2 separate regions of the Anas platyrhynchos genome follow, and region 2 is linked to region 1. Evidence: chromatin contacts called from public Hi-C data. All regions are on one chromosome and are shown on one strand. Each heading gives the region's core, a stretch centred on a gene start, on an enhancer-like site or on the middle of the called end of the contact. The rest is flanking DNA. Distances are from core to core; before and after follow the strand shown. Region 1 holds the start of NSD1 (nuclear receptor binding SET domain protein 1). Region 2 overlaps NSD1 (nuclear receptor binding SET domain protein 1).

Region 1 (6,697 bases), core at 937-3,436:
TGGCTCTGGGGGTCTTGCCCCCCCCCCAAATATCCTGGGGTCGCCCCAGGCAAGGTTTTGGGGCCGCAGGCAGGTTTTTGGGGCACAGCACCCGGTGAGCAGCAGATGCGTGCGGCTCTCCCCACCGGAGCTGAGCCCAGCCCGCCGCCCTGCTCCCATCCCCGGCGGTTTCCCGAGCTTCTTCCCCACCCCACGGGGGGGAAAGGGGCCTCTGGGCAGGATGCTCCCCGCTCTCCTCTCCCCTCTCCTCTCCTCCTCTGCTTCCTTCCTCCCCCGGCCGGGCCAGCCCTCCTCCTGCCCGCCGCAAGCCTTAACCCTTTCGCCCGCGCTCGCCGGCCATGCGCCAACCCCGCGGGCCCGGCCCTTTGTGCTGGGCCCCGCGCTGCTCCCCGGGGCCATGATGCATCCCCCGGCCCCCATCCCACCCCGCTGTCCTCCGCAGGAGCCTCTCCAGGCATCCCCTTGGGATCGGGCAGCCACGGCTCGGCCGCTTGCTCCCGAGGGCCACTTGGCCTTGGCGGCAGTGCGGGGAGCCAAGCGGGTGAAGCCGGCCACCGGGGAGGCCCCACCGGGGAGGCCGTACCGCGGAGGCCATACCGGGGAGGCCTCACCGTGCTCCCACAGACAAAGCCCTGCGGGGTCGCAGCCCCTGCAGCACGCATCCGGGCGGCAGCGCCGCGGCCCCGGTGCCGTTTGGCAGCCCCATGGCTGGAAGAGAGGAGCCGGGAGGGGGCCGTGCTGCGGGGGCGGCGGCACGGCGGGAGCGGGATCGAGCCGTGGCGGCCCCGGTCCTGCTCCCCGTCACGGCCGTGGGGATGGATTGGGTGCTGGGATTGTGGGTAGGGGGCTAGAGATGTGCCCCCAGCCATCGGGGTGCTGCTGCCTGGGGGTTTCAGCCCCTGCCCAGCAGCGTCCCATGGGGTGAGGTGGTGGCCACGCTGCGTGGTTGTGAGCTCAGCCCCCAGCATGTGGGGGGCACTGTGAGGCGCCCAGCCTGCGGCCCCAAATCTCCCTGGTCAACCAGTGCTATAACCAGCACGAGAGGAGATGGTGACAGCCAGGGGCCTGCACGCGGCCCCCATTTTGTGGGGACACCCCTCGACCTCGTCCCCACACCACAGCAGCCCCCATTCACCAGGCACCCCGGTGCTAGGGCAGGCTGCGTGGCTGCGGGTGCTCTCATCCTGCACCGAGCCCTGCCCGCCCCGGGGGGGTGTGTGTGGGGGGGTTCTAAATAAAACCTCCTGCTTCATTTCGGGACGGAAACGCACGTGACAGGTCTGAGCAGGAAGGAGGGAAAGTCGGTGCCTGGGCCCCGCGTGCCGAGGGTGCGGCTGCCGCGGGCTGGGCCGCCCCGAGGGAGCTGGGTGGCACGGGATCGCTCCCCGCCGGCACGGACTGGGTGTCTGCATGGCACCACCGGGCACGGCGCGGGCACGGCTCCCACAGCGGCACCGAGGCCGGCCAAGCCCCACGGTCGGCGGTACAAACAACCACAAGCCGAGCCTCCGGCCGTGGCGCTTCCTGCCAAGTCACTCCACCCTCCGTGGGTGTGCGGCAGCGAGCCCCAGCGTGGTGTCACGCCGAAGTGGGGACACCGGGATGGGGACCTCGGCGTGGCCCTGATGTTGACGGGGTGGCTGCAGCGGGATGGTGCCCACTGGGACGTGGGCGCTGCGGGGCGAACTGTGTGCCCGAGGGCCAGCAGCGAGCACGGGCAGGGAGGTGGCGGGGCGTGAGGCCGGGTGCGAGGCCGTGCCGTGCCCGCGCTGTGGGTCAGGAGCCATTTGCTGTGGTTTATTCATGACAGGGCGCTCCACGCAGGGCGTTATTTGCACCGGGGCATTATTTGCATTATTGGCCGCACCGGGCACCGATAGTGCCCGCAGGCTGCCGACATCCCCGGTGCCCCCTCGGGGAACAAACCCCCGAAAGGCAACCCCCGGGCCAGCCGGGAGGGCACCGCACCCCCCCCCCGCAGCCCCCAACCTCCCTCCGGGCACCCCGGGGGGGTGGCAGCCGGGCCCTGCCCCCCGGCGCTGCCCGGGGAACCCAGCCCCATCCCGGCGCTGCCCCCCGCCGGGCCGCCGCTCTCTCCCCCCCCCCTCGCACCCCCCCGTTGCCGGTGCGGCGGCGGCGTGGCGTTGCTCGGCGCCCGGCCCCGCTCCTCGCCGCTCGCGGTGGCGGAGACCCCGGCCCCGGCAGCAGGAGGTAGCGACGGAGCCGCCGCCGCTGCCCGCCCCGGGGGGGTGGTGGTGGATGCACGGGGAACCGGGGAGAGGGGGGGGGGGGCGCTCGGTGGCGGCGCTCGGAGGGCGGCGGGGAGCGAGGGAGCGGCGCTGCCCGCCCGGCATCGCGGAGCCGGCCGGGGACCCGCTAAGGCCGCGGCCTCCCGGCGGGGCGAGGCCCCGGTACGAGCCCGGTGGAACCGGGAAGTGGAGGGGTGGGGGGCTGGGGGGGGGGGAGGCAGCGGGCGGGGGGGGAGCGGGGCGAGGCGGACAATAGCGGGGGGAAGGCGGCGGCGGAGCCCCGCGGCCCCCGGCCCGGTGTTGGTGCGGCCGCCCCGCGGAGGGTTGGGCTGCCGGGGTCGGGGCCGCAGGGCCCGGCCGCCTCCATTTTGTTGGCGCCCGCTCCGCCGCCGCTGCTCCCCGCAGGACCGGGGTGGACCGGGGGTGGGTGCGGGTGTATGAGGGGGGGGGGGAACCGGGGGCAGCGAGGCCCGCAGGTGAGGCACGACCGCAGCGCACGGGGCCGGGCCATACAACCGCAGCCCGGCCCGGCCCGGCCCGGCTCGGCTCGGCTCGGGGCCGCCCGGTGCCCGCCGCCACCTAAGATGGAGGCGAGGGCGCGGGGCCGGCCGGGGGCCGCCATGTGCGCGGGGCCGGGCCGGGCCGTGCCGGGCCGCAGGTGGGAGCGGGGCCGGGCGGGCGGCCGCTGGCACCGGGCGGGCCGGGGGGGGGCAGCACTGAGCGCCCCCTCCCCTCCTCCCCCCCCCATAGCCCCGGACCCGGGGGGGGGGGGGGGGGCAGATGGGAGGGGGGGGGGTCCGGGATGGGGAGGGGGGGGGGACACGGGGGAAGGGGGGGGCGCGGGCGCGCGCTGATTGGCCGCCACCGACCCCCCCCCCGGAGCGGGCGCGCGCGTGGGGCGCGCGCCGGCGGGATGGCGGCGGCGTCGGGAGCGCGCATGCGGGGGAGGGAGGTGGAGGAGGAGGAGGAGGAGGAGGAGGAGGAGGGAGGCGGCGGAGCGGCGCTGGCGGGGCCTGGCCGGGCCGGGTCGGCGCGTCTCCTCCCGATCGGCCCGCAGCGGGGGCAGGCGGCGAGCCGGCCGCGGCGGCCGCAGGTGAGCGCTGCCCGGCGGAGCGAGAAGGGCTGAGCAGAGCCGAGCCGAGCTGAGCCGAGCCTCGCCGAGCCGGGCCAAGCCGGGCCGGGCCAAGCCGAGCCGGGCGGCGGGCCTCGAGCCCGGGCCTAGCGCGGCGGAGGCCGGGCGGCCGCCTGCCTGCCCGCCCGCCGAGCCCAGCCGAGCCGAGCGGGCCCCGGGCGCGGCTGCCATTTTGTGTCGGCGGCCGGGGCTGACCCCATTGTGCTGTGCCCGCAGGTGGATGCCCGCCGCCCGGCATGGAGCAGGCCTGCGAAGTGAGCCGCCGCAGCTGCCTCGTCCCCTTCGGCACCTCGCTGGCGGCCGCCGAGCCCAAGGGCGGCCCGTTCGGCGAGGCCCGCGGCCCCGAGCCGCCCGCCATGCAGCTGGCGGCCGCCAAGCCCGTGTACGGCCAGGACCCGTCGTCCTGCTACATCCCGCTGCGCCGGCTGCAGGACCTGGCCTCCATGATCAACGCCGAGTACCTCGGCGGCGCCGCCGACGGCGCTGAGGCCCTGCCCGACCCCGGCTCGCCGCCCCCCCGCGGCCCCGGGGACCCGCCGGGAGGCGCCGACGGCCCCGGCCCGGCTGCAGACGGGGCCCCCCCGGCCTTCCCGTTGCTCCTCCCGGACGGGGAGGACGAGGAGGAGGAGGACGAGGAGGAAGAGGAGGAGGAGGAGGAGGGGGAAGAAGGCGCCGAGACGCCGGAGGAGGAGGACGAGGAGGAGGACGACGACGACGAAGAGGAGGAGGAGGACGAAGACGAGGAGGCCGCCGGTGGTGCCCGGGAGCGGGCCGCGGCGGAGCAGAGCCGTGCGGGGCCGCAGCGGGGCCCCGGCAGCCCGGAGCCGCCGCCCCGCCTGCAGCGAGCCGAGCTGCCGCTGCTGGACGGCGGGGGGGACAAACCCGAGCCTTCCGCCACGGCGGCCCTGCAGCTCGTAAGCACCGGGAGAGGGGGGGAGCGGGAGGAGAGGAAAAAGAAGAAGCAGCAGCAGCAAAAGCAAAACGAGGAGGGAAGGGAGAGAGGGAGGCAGGCGGCGAGGGGGGGAAGCCGGGGCTCCATTTTGCGGGGGCCGGCGCGGGCCCGCTGCTGGCAGCTGACATCTTCGGGCGGCCGCTGGCAGCCATCTTGCCGCGGGGACAGTTTTGACACCAGCGCGGCCGCCGGGCCCGGGCCGTGCCCCGTGTCACGGCCTCACCTTCACCGCGGGGCTCCGGGGCTGCCCCCCAGGACACCTCCCGGTGTTTTTTCCCCGTCGTTGACATCGGTGCTTGGCGGGAGCAGGATGCTCGCAAAGTTGTGCCAGAGGTTTTCTCTGTGTGTTTTTTTTTTCGTCCCCGTTACCAGCTTGTTTCCTGGTGCGCATAATGATGTCAAGGAGAGGAGACCTTTCTCCTCTCTTAGCATCTCTTTTTTTATTTTTTTCCAGCTCTATCAGCCTGCGCTCTTTGTTTGGGTTAGCGCAAGTTGCCCAAGCTGCAGACTTTCCCGATTGCTAGGGAGGGGCTGTGGCATGGCCTCGCCTGGGAGGCCTTGCCCGTTATTCAGGCAGGCTTTTTTTTTTTTTTTTTTGGTTCTTTCTAATTTCGCCCTGCGCTCACAAATTCCATTAGCTGGTTTTCAGATGTGCTTAATGAGCAAAGCTGGTCCAGGCCTTAGAGTGCTGATGGTGGTTAGAGGCACATGATGTGTGTACAGCTCATTTTTGAATGCAAGCGCAACTTTTGACTGGTTTCATCGCTGAGTTGGGGTTCATCAAGTTGAGGTTCAGCATTTATACGTACATACCCTCTAGATATATTTAAGTTCGTAGAGATCTTGAATATTTTAAAAATGTTTTTCTAAACTTAAGTGTCCGTACTCTGGGTTTAAAGCACTATTTGATGCTGAGATTTGGAAATCAACTCTCGTGACAACGCTGACCTCTGAAACTGTTCCGCTCTTTCTCATTGCAGTATAGCCGCTGATGCCAGGCAGATGCTACTGGTGCATGCAGCATTTTTGGGGAAAAAAAAAATCCGCTTGCTTTCACTTGTGTTCATTTGGGAACCTGTGTGTTTCTGCTGTGAGAGATGCGGGACCACTTGTCACTGAGTGCCCATAGAAGGGCTGATTGCAGCCTGGTGCTGAAAGCAGCTGAGTTTGTTTAAGGTACTGCCAGGCTCAGCTCTGGCTCATGGATCCTTTTGCGTGTTTCTTCGGGAGAATCGTCTCCTTGTGGAGACCCCACCACCGGTGCTGTGGGGTGAGAGGCTGCTGTCAGCGGGAGGTCTGTAAGTAAACGGAGCCTTGTTTTTAAGAGTAAAGCAGGGATCTCAGCAGCCATGTGCTCAGTGATGCGGTTGTGGGAGGGTCTCACGTTGTAAACAGAAGCTCGCAGAGGTACTTTCACAACACTTGCTTATACTATCAGTGGCTTTTACTACGTGCACCGCAGAGCTGCAGCTTTGTGCAGCGAGAACACTTTTAGTGATTGAGCCTGTTATTTGAATACGCAATGAAGGGTTGACTTTTCAGGGAAGCTGCCATCCTGTCTGCCATAGTATGACATTAACCTCGCTGAATTGTTCTGCTGACTTTAAAACACAGCTGCATTCAGGGAAAAAAAAAAAAGGCATAAAAAAGCAAAGCGTATTGGAGACAGCTTGGGATCCTTCTCTCCTTGAGCCTTGCATTCTTCTGTTGATAAGGCCGTGCAAGTTGTGCCAGCGCTCACCCATTTTAGCTCTGCTGTTCATGGGATGGGAAGCGCTAGAGATTTTTGTCTGTGCCAGGTTGCCAATGAGATGGTTAAATCGTGTAATTGTTGAACATGACATGGCAGCTTGGAATAACCAGGCTTGCCCTAGGAACCCCATTCATGTAGGCATTTAATTCCCGTCTCATTTGTATTCGGGTAGCTCGAGTCAGCTGTCTTTGAGAGCCTGCTAAAACTTGGGAAAAAAAAAAAAACACAAACAAAACCAAACAAACCTAACAACAAAATAAAAAAACAGGAGCTCTGCACTGCTATTTTTAGGGTGACTTGTCATAGCAGGGCTACTCTTTCAGATAATCCCATTTACCCAGCCCGACATGGGTCTCCTGCACTTTACAGCAGGACTTTGAGCTTTTATTTGCCAAGCTAAGGGCTCTGAGTGTGTGCCCACTGCTTCCTCGCTCCCTGTTTTGCCAGGAGGAAAGCCTGCCTGCATCTCAGCCCTCTGAGCGCTGACATTCAGCTGCCCATCAGACCCTTGCAAGCTTTCGGGTTTGGCCGGATCGTTAGGAGCTTTGAAAAGGCTCATTTCCAAAATGTCAAGGGTGCTTCCAGCAGAAGGGCCAGCAGTTGGCTCGGCT
Region 2 (7,570 bases), core at 3,499-5,998, 51 kb after region 1:
GGTATTTTTTGTCTAATTCATCCAACAAAAGATGCATTTTTCAAGATTCCTGATGATACAGCAAGACAAAACTTCAATGATTATATACTCAAGTTAACAGTTAAGTGACTTTTCTAACTAGGAATTCAGAAGAACACTCTGGAGTCTGATGTACTGCAGTAGAAAAGTAAGAAATGCTAGAGTTGCTTAGATATTCAAATTAACTGTGAAACGTTTTCTTTGTTCTCCTTGTAATTAAGTGCTAGGTGGTGAGAATAGGTGAGATAGTTTAGGTATGGCCTTCGGACTGATTTGATTTCAGTCACCTGGGTGATTTCATTATCTGCATTTACAATGATAAGAAAGACCTGACCTGTCCCTACTGTTAGTGGAAATGATGGTATGAAATCAGAAATATCTGTATGTGAAGGGGAAGCAAACATCAAGGTATGTAACACCCTCATGACAGGGCTACTGGATAGTCCTGCAGAATTCTTAAATTGTAGCTCTGGAGACAAAGGTTCTAAAAAGACGTTGGTTTTATCTTGAGAGAAGGATGACAAAAATAGTGCCTAATGTTTATGAAGAATAAAGGCACGCAAAAACCACCTCACAGGCTCCGTCTCAGCATGCAGAGATGTTCTACATGCAGAACACGCGTTTGGACATAAAGAATAGGTGGAAAATGGGATAAAATTTAGCGTGTGTCAGTTTATATAAAATAAATTGGTAGTTCTTTGATACTGTCATTATCTGCAGGAACCTGAGTGTTTGGTACAATGGGAGGCTTATCCTGGGGAGGATCAGTGCAGGGGATTAGGAGGACCTGGCTTGAAAGGGTGTGGTGTGGGACATTGAAAGAAGAAGCCTTAGGCTAGGGAAAAGAGCATTTAGGCCGTTTAGATGTCAATCTTGGGACCGATTGTGGTTATTCCATTACTGCCTGTAATACAGATGTTGGAAGCACAGGAACTTAAGTGTACTGATAACACAAAGGTGTCTGGTGCCATCAGCATGGAGACAGTTGGGCAATTGCAAAGTACTGGAAATGGGCTGAAATTCAGTGATTCAGTGCTCCAGAGTATACCTGGAGGATAATAGAAACAAAGCTACAGTAAGGTCATCAATGGAAGTAATGTGGTGGAGAAGGAGCCGCGGTGGTGTTCAGCCCAGGACTGTGAGCTGCTGTTGCGAACAAGGAAATGCAGTCAGGGTGCTCTGTAATACTGAGAGGTATTCATGGCACTGTACGTGGCCCTGGGAGACATCACCCAGAGCAGTGTCTGTAGTTCTGTAACTTGTGTTTGGGAGAAATGAACTTGAGAGAGGCAGAAGAAAGCCGTTAGGAAGATTTGGGGTGAAGACTGGAAGTGTTGGCTTGTGAAGAGGAGGGAGAAGCCTGGTGGTTACTTCAGGGAGGGAGAGTGACATCTGTGGGAAGAGAACAGTGTTTACATGAAAACAGGTTGAAACTGATCATGAATAAACTCAGGCTGAAAATGATGATGGGGGTGAGAAACACTAGAAGTCCAGGGAGGCCTGGGGAGAGGTTCCTGTGAGGGTCAGAGTCATGGGGAGACAGACCCAACTGCACTGACAGAGGCATCTGTGAGAGGTGGCACGACCTCATGGCACCAGGCAGGCCTCGGCTCCTCACCCTGCTGTTGCTAATTGCACACACACGCTGCATGTTGAGCCGGGCTTTGGTGCAGGGATTCCGGACTCTTTCCTCAAAAATGAGAACGATTTACTTGAGTGAATTGGTTGCCAAATATTAAGAACCACCATAGAGGTACTTGATGTGCTCAGGTGTAGCTGGCAGTGGGATGTTTGATCACATCCCGCGGGGCAGTCACAGGGCTGGCAGTTTTCTGTGCTGAATCAGGAAGAGGAAGGATGTCGGGGGCTGTGTTAATGTGTTGTCTCCCCCGCAGAGCCAGCCCACCCTCACCGAGGAGAAGTCCAAGAAGATGAAGAGACGGCCGCAGATGAAGCGCAGGTCGCAGGCAGAGGTGATGAAGGAACGGGAGGACGAGTGCTTCAGCTGCGGGGACGGAGGGCAGCTGGTTTCTTGTAAGAAGCCAGGCTGCCCCAAAGTGTACCACGCCGACTGCCTCAACCTGACCAAGAGGCCTGCAGGTCAGTGCAGCCCAGCTGTGCTCTGCTGGGGGAGCAGGACAGGGCACGGGCTCCCAGGCACTGCTCTCTTCACAGCCTCTGCAAATAGGAGAGATTTTTCTCTCTTAAATAGGCCTCGTGGCCCACAAGGCATGGCCCTGCTTTGTGCCATGCTGTGGCTGCAGGCACGTTGGTTACTGAGCCATCCTTGGGGCCTGGCAGAGAGCAGGCCCAGCAAGAGTCAGTTCCTGCTGGCTTTCCAAAGCTGCAGACGACTGAGTGAAAAGAATGAGGAGGAGAAGCACTGGTGGAAAATGGCAGTTAAAGAAGAAGAATGTGCTGCATGTCTTAACTAGCCACCAGTCCTTTGTTAAGGAAGGAAACAGTATCAAAGAATCTCCTAGTTAGTGGTGAAATGAGGGCAAAAAAATAAAGTACAAAGTTAAAAAAAAAAAATCCCCAAAGTACTTGTAGTTGTGTATGGAGAAAGAAACAGGCAATCTGTATGAGTGGTAAAACGTTTTCTAGGTTGTTAGTAACTGAGGAGTAAGTAACATCTATTAGAGGAAAAGGCTTAAATTGCATATAAAAGTCTTACAGGAGTTGGTTGAGGGGAACGTTTCCTCTGTTCCAATAATTTTTGGTTACTGCAGAAGTTCATGGGACCTTCAATGAGTGTTTAGGTTTAACTGATACTCAGAAAGGGAAAAGTCTGACCTGAGTCTCGGTTAGCCTGACAAGGGATCAAGTACTGTAGAATTAAATGGTAAGAATATAACCAATGCCATATAAGTTTTTGAAGCAGAATACCTCAGCAAAACACTTAAGTAGGCTTGATGAAATTATAAATTCAGTTAATAAAGGGATTCGCATTGAAGTAATTGGTTTAGGGAGTTGTAGCACTTCTGATTTAATACTGTAAGCATCATCATTATTAGAAATCCTCTCTGAACACACCTGAGGCAGGCTGGAAGCGTGTAACCAGGTCTCTGAAGCCACCTGTCAGGAGAGTGGCTGCAGCAGGGCTTCTGCTGGAGCTCCGCAGGGAGTCAGAGCTCAGCATCCAACACCTTCAGCTGTGACTAACAGAACATACACAAGTGCTAGCAACATATTCTGCAGAAAGTGTGTGTGTGTTAAGTTTTGGGGAGAATTTTGTATTTATACAGAGTAGCTTGGGTTGAGCACTGAACAAATGTGATGTAAAAGCCTGCAAGGAGCACAGGTCCTTCCTGTGGAAACAATAACTGAGGGTGAGAGTGTCCTAAACATCACCTTTCTATTCTCATTTTTTGTGTGCTAAGACAGGACGTTCAAACATCCTGGCAGGCTTTCTCATGTGCTTTAGATTCTTCTTTATTGGAGGCTTTAGCATTTAGCCTGTTCTCTGGGTTTCCATTGGAAAAGCTTCTCCTAAGAGACTGAAGTGAAAAAACAATGGGTTGCCACCTCCCCGCTATCCGTTCTTCTGCATACTGGAGGACTCTTATCTCCTAAGTGCATTTCCAGATGAAATGAACAGCCTTTCCTTGCAGCTCTTATTTTTCTGAAAATTATTATTCTTGGTGTGTTCTGGAATGTGTCCCATTTCCCTTCGTATTTTTTTTTTTTGTTAACTCTGGTAACATGTATTTTTAACAGTATTGCAACTGAGATTGTGCTCAACTGACAGAACAGAATATTATTTTGTGCTTTACATAAAATTTGTCAGGAAATGAGATCCGACTTGCTTAGCAAAAATACCTTTATATTCAGTTTGTGGTTTGCCCTATCATCCTTGAGTCGTGTTGTCTTGATCTTCTTCACATATTTATTCTATTTCTTCCTCCTACAATCCTTCTTTGCCCTGCTCTTGCTTTACTTAATTGCACCTCTTTGGTACAAGAGCATTTGTCCGGTTTATCGATACCAAATGAATTCTGAGCCTGCCTAAGCAGATTCCTGCAGTTCCTTCCAGGACCGTGCAGATAACCATGAGGCTGTAAGAGTACTTGGTATTCTGCTTCCAGAAATGAAAATTAAAATATAAGCTAAATTAGACTCCTGAAGCACCTCATTTGAAAAGACTCCTAGCTTTGCCAGAAGACCACTAATAGCTGGTTTTGAGAACAATTTTCAGCCTTTTGTAACCCTTTTACCATTTTTATACGTAGGCAGTTATTTTCCTAGCTTGTTCCTTGGAATATATATACATATATACAGGACATCAAAGGTTTGTCTCTTTTATACTTCAAATATTTCTTCTGTCATGGGCATTGCTGTTAAGTAATTGGAATTTCCTGCTTGTTTGCATGTTACTAATGGTGCGATCCTGCTTCCAGGAGCTCCTCAGCTCTGGGCTGTCTCTGGAGAGACGGTTATTCATTAGCCTTTTTATCCTGTCAGAGACCATTAGAGTGGGTTTGATACGATTTACCCATCCTGAAACACACTGGCACTTTTTGACTGACTTTATTTTCCGTCTCTACAAGTGACCTCTTAAATAATTCCAGAATCTTTCCGCTGGTCAAAGTGAGTGTTCAGAGTGGCTGCTCTCCGCTCAGCAGCAGTGCACCACGAGAGCTCGCCCTGCCCTGCGGTGCGAAGGGGCTCAGTGCACACCGACGGGGAGCAGTGATATAACCCACGCTGCAGCACCACGAGCCTGAGACAGGGGAGAACACATGTAATTTTAAACAACCCTGCCCTGAAAATGATGTCAAGAAACTGGAAAAGGCACACAGAATCTGTGTACATATTTAAGACCAGAACAGAAGCCTTGGACTGGCTTCAAAGGAGGGGAAAAACTTACTGCGTGTTTTCTTCAGCCCAGGGGGAAAAGCAGCAGGAGAGGGGGGGAGTGGAAAGCTGATGTTGCACAACAGCACCAGGAGATGACCACAGCTGCTCAGCGCGGTGCTGCAGCCTGCCAGCCTCTGCAAAAGAGCTGGTAGCAAAAACCACGGGTATGTGGGCTTGGTTCAGAGCGGTGGGAAGTGCTCTGCTGGTGCCCACGGCTGCCCTCTGCCGCTGCTTGTGCAGATGCCCGTGGCTGTGCTCAAGGTGCCGGGGGGCTGCCATGCAAGGAGCTGCTCTTTGCAGCAGGATGAGGAGCCAGGGGGAACACGGGGCACTGAGGGGAGCACAGAGGCAGAAGAGAGAGTCTTTGGAAAGGCAGCCACGCTGATCCCGTGGTGAGAGGGCAGAGCCTCTGCCTTGTGTGCCCTGGGTACAAGTGGTCCCTCAGGGCCTTAAAGCTGATGAGAAGCTTTTGGCAGAGACAGCAGCAGCCTTGGCTGAGGGGAGCAGGGAGCTGGACCGATGAGATCCAGCTTCAAGTGGAGGAAACAATCTCTCTGCTGTCATGCTGACTTGCTTATTTGTTTTCCTCCATGATGGCGTTGATACTGGTGGTGAAAAGATTCCGTGTGGGCACTGAGCTGCTCGGGGCACAGCTTGGCTTTATGATAAGAAGCGTTTTTATCATGTCCGTGCACAGGGTTAAAGATGTCTTTGGGTATGGAGACAAGAGAAACCTGCTCCCTGATGTCCTCTGCTCTCTGAGCACTACTTTGTGATAAACAGGAAGGGAGGATGTTGGCCCAGAACTAAACAAAGACTTAAGATGAACCTGAAATATCTACTTAAAGTCTGTTGGGTGTATTCTGCGCAGATACTGTTGCTCTCATCTGGAAACAGGAGACACAGAGAAGTACAAGCTGGGGCTGTCTTCTTTTCCCGAGGGACCCGTACTGGTTTGTGTCATACTGGAGCCAGATGGACTTTCGGTCCGACCTGGCAGAGCTTATGTTTGTTGCAGTTATGATTTCCTGTGTTGCTTCCAAGGATGCAGATTCCTGTTAGCTGCCCTTCTAGCCTAGGAGCTATGGCAGGATCTGAGAAGAACGTGTAGAATTGCATCGGAGTCTTACAGGGGCGTTGCCTCTTGCCCTCAAACTCTTTGCAGCAGGCCTCGTTATCTTCCCTTTATACCACTGCTAAGTTCTGTCTTTTCTCCTGTGTTTGTGCTGCAGGAAAATGGGAGTGCCCGTGGCATCAGTGTGACATGTGCGGTAAGGAAGCGGCTTCCTTCTGCGAGATGTGCCCCAGATCCTTCTGCAAGCAGCACCGGGAAGGCATGCTCTTCATCTCCAAGCTGGACGGACGCTTGTGCTGCACAGAGCATGATCCCTGCGGCCCTAACCCCCTAGAGCCAGGAGAAATCCGTGAGTACGTGCCTCCCATGGGAGCACTGACTAACGGCGATGACCCCCAGCCGGCAGAGCAGCCGCCTGCAGACACAGACCTGAGCGTGCAGCCTTTGGACAGGCTACCTCAGCCTCCGGCCTTCAAACTGCAGTCCCCAGAAAAGCCCCCTGCCACCCTAGCGCTGCGGCTGCCGCCGTCAGACAAGCCCCCCACCACCCTAGCCCTGAGGCTGCAGCCCTCAAACAAGCCCCCCACCACCCTGGCCCTGCGGCTGCCCCCGCCAGACAAACCGCCCGCCGCCCTGGCGCTGAGACTGCCGCCCTCCAACAAACCCCCCACCACCTTGTCGCTGAGGCTGAAGCCGTCCAACAAACCCCCCACCACCCTTTCCCTCCGGCTGCAGCCCTCGGACAAACCTCCCACCACCCTCTCGCTCCGCCTGCAGCCGTCGGACAGGCCCCAGGCTGCCCTGTCCCTCAGGCTGCAGTCGGAGAAGCAGCCCATCATCGTCGCGCTGAAACCTCAGCAGCCCGACAAACCTCCCGCCAACGCCGTGCTCTGGCCGCTGGACGAGGCTCCCAGCGACGCCTCGCAGCCTCCTCTGCCCAGCAAATCTCCGGGCAGCCCCCAGTCGTCGGACGAGGCGCTCGGTCCTGCCGCTGCCCTGCAGCTCCAGCTGTCGGAGGAGCCTCCTGCCGCCGCTGAGGTTTTGGAGCTAGCGGACAAGTCGCTCGGCGACAGCGGGACCCAGCAGCCCGAGCTGCTGGATGAGTTTCCGACAAAATGCCTGCACCCTCAGCTGGCGGACAGACTTCTCGCCACGGCAGGGACCCTGCAGGCACAGCCCGTGGATGAGGCTCCCGTGGCCGATCAGCCTCAGCTGCTGAGCAAAGCTGCTGCCCAGAGTCTGCAGCCTCAGCCCGCGGAGAAGGCTCCCAGCTCTGTGGTGCAACACGCCCCGGCACCGGAGGAGGTTCCCAGCCCTGGGGTGCTGTGGCCTCTGCCCGTTGAAAACGCCCCCAGCTCCCCGGTCTCACGGATCCTGCCCACGGAGAAGGTTTCTGGACTGGGGGGGCCGCGGCCTCCACCTCCAGAGAAGGCTTCCTTCTCCGGGGCAGCACGGGTTTTGGCCACGGAGAAGGCTCCCGGCTCCGGGACACCCCATCCCCTGCCTGCAGAGAAGCCTCCTGCCTTGGGGATGCCGCGGATCCTGCCCACAGACAAGGCTCCCAGCTTAGGGGTGCCACGTCCGCTGCCCCTGGAGAAGCCCCATGGCTCCCGCTCG

What was found. Hi-C and Micro-C count contacts between places; a contact is called where the count stands out from the background.
Region 2: a Hi-C map of skeletal muscle shows a contact between it and region 1, with 1.8 times the contacts expected there. The contact joins the enhancer-like site here to the promoter of NSD1 in region 1. A contact is called at or near these places in 2 of 8 Hi-C or Micro-C datasets (liver and skeletal muscle).

The regions. Positions count from the first base shown.
Region 1 is chr14:9,659,840-9,666,536 of IASCAAS_PekinDuck_T2T, forward strand. It overlaps NSD1 (nuclear receptor binding SET domain protein 1), which reads left to right and starts at 2,187. Exons shown (of 23, transcript XM_038186558.2): 1 at 2,187-2,211; 2 at 3,598-4,295. The coding sequence starts at 3,618.
Region 2 is chr14:9,708,518-9,716,087 of IASCAAS_PekinDuck_T2T, forward strand. NSD1 (nuclear receptor binding SET domain protein 1) reads left to right here. Exons shown (of 23, transcript XM_038186558.2): 22 at 1,914-2,118; 23 at 6,111-7,570. Among named protein-coding and RNA genes, the nearest start is that of RAB24, 13 kb to the right of the region's middle. Within about 2 kb of position 4,749, at least 3 of the 8 cell types and tissues checked have an H3K27ac peak or open chromatin away from gene starts, as enhancers often do.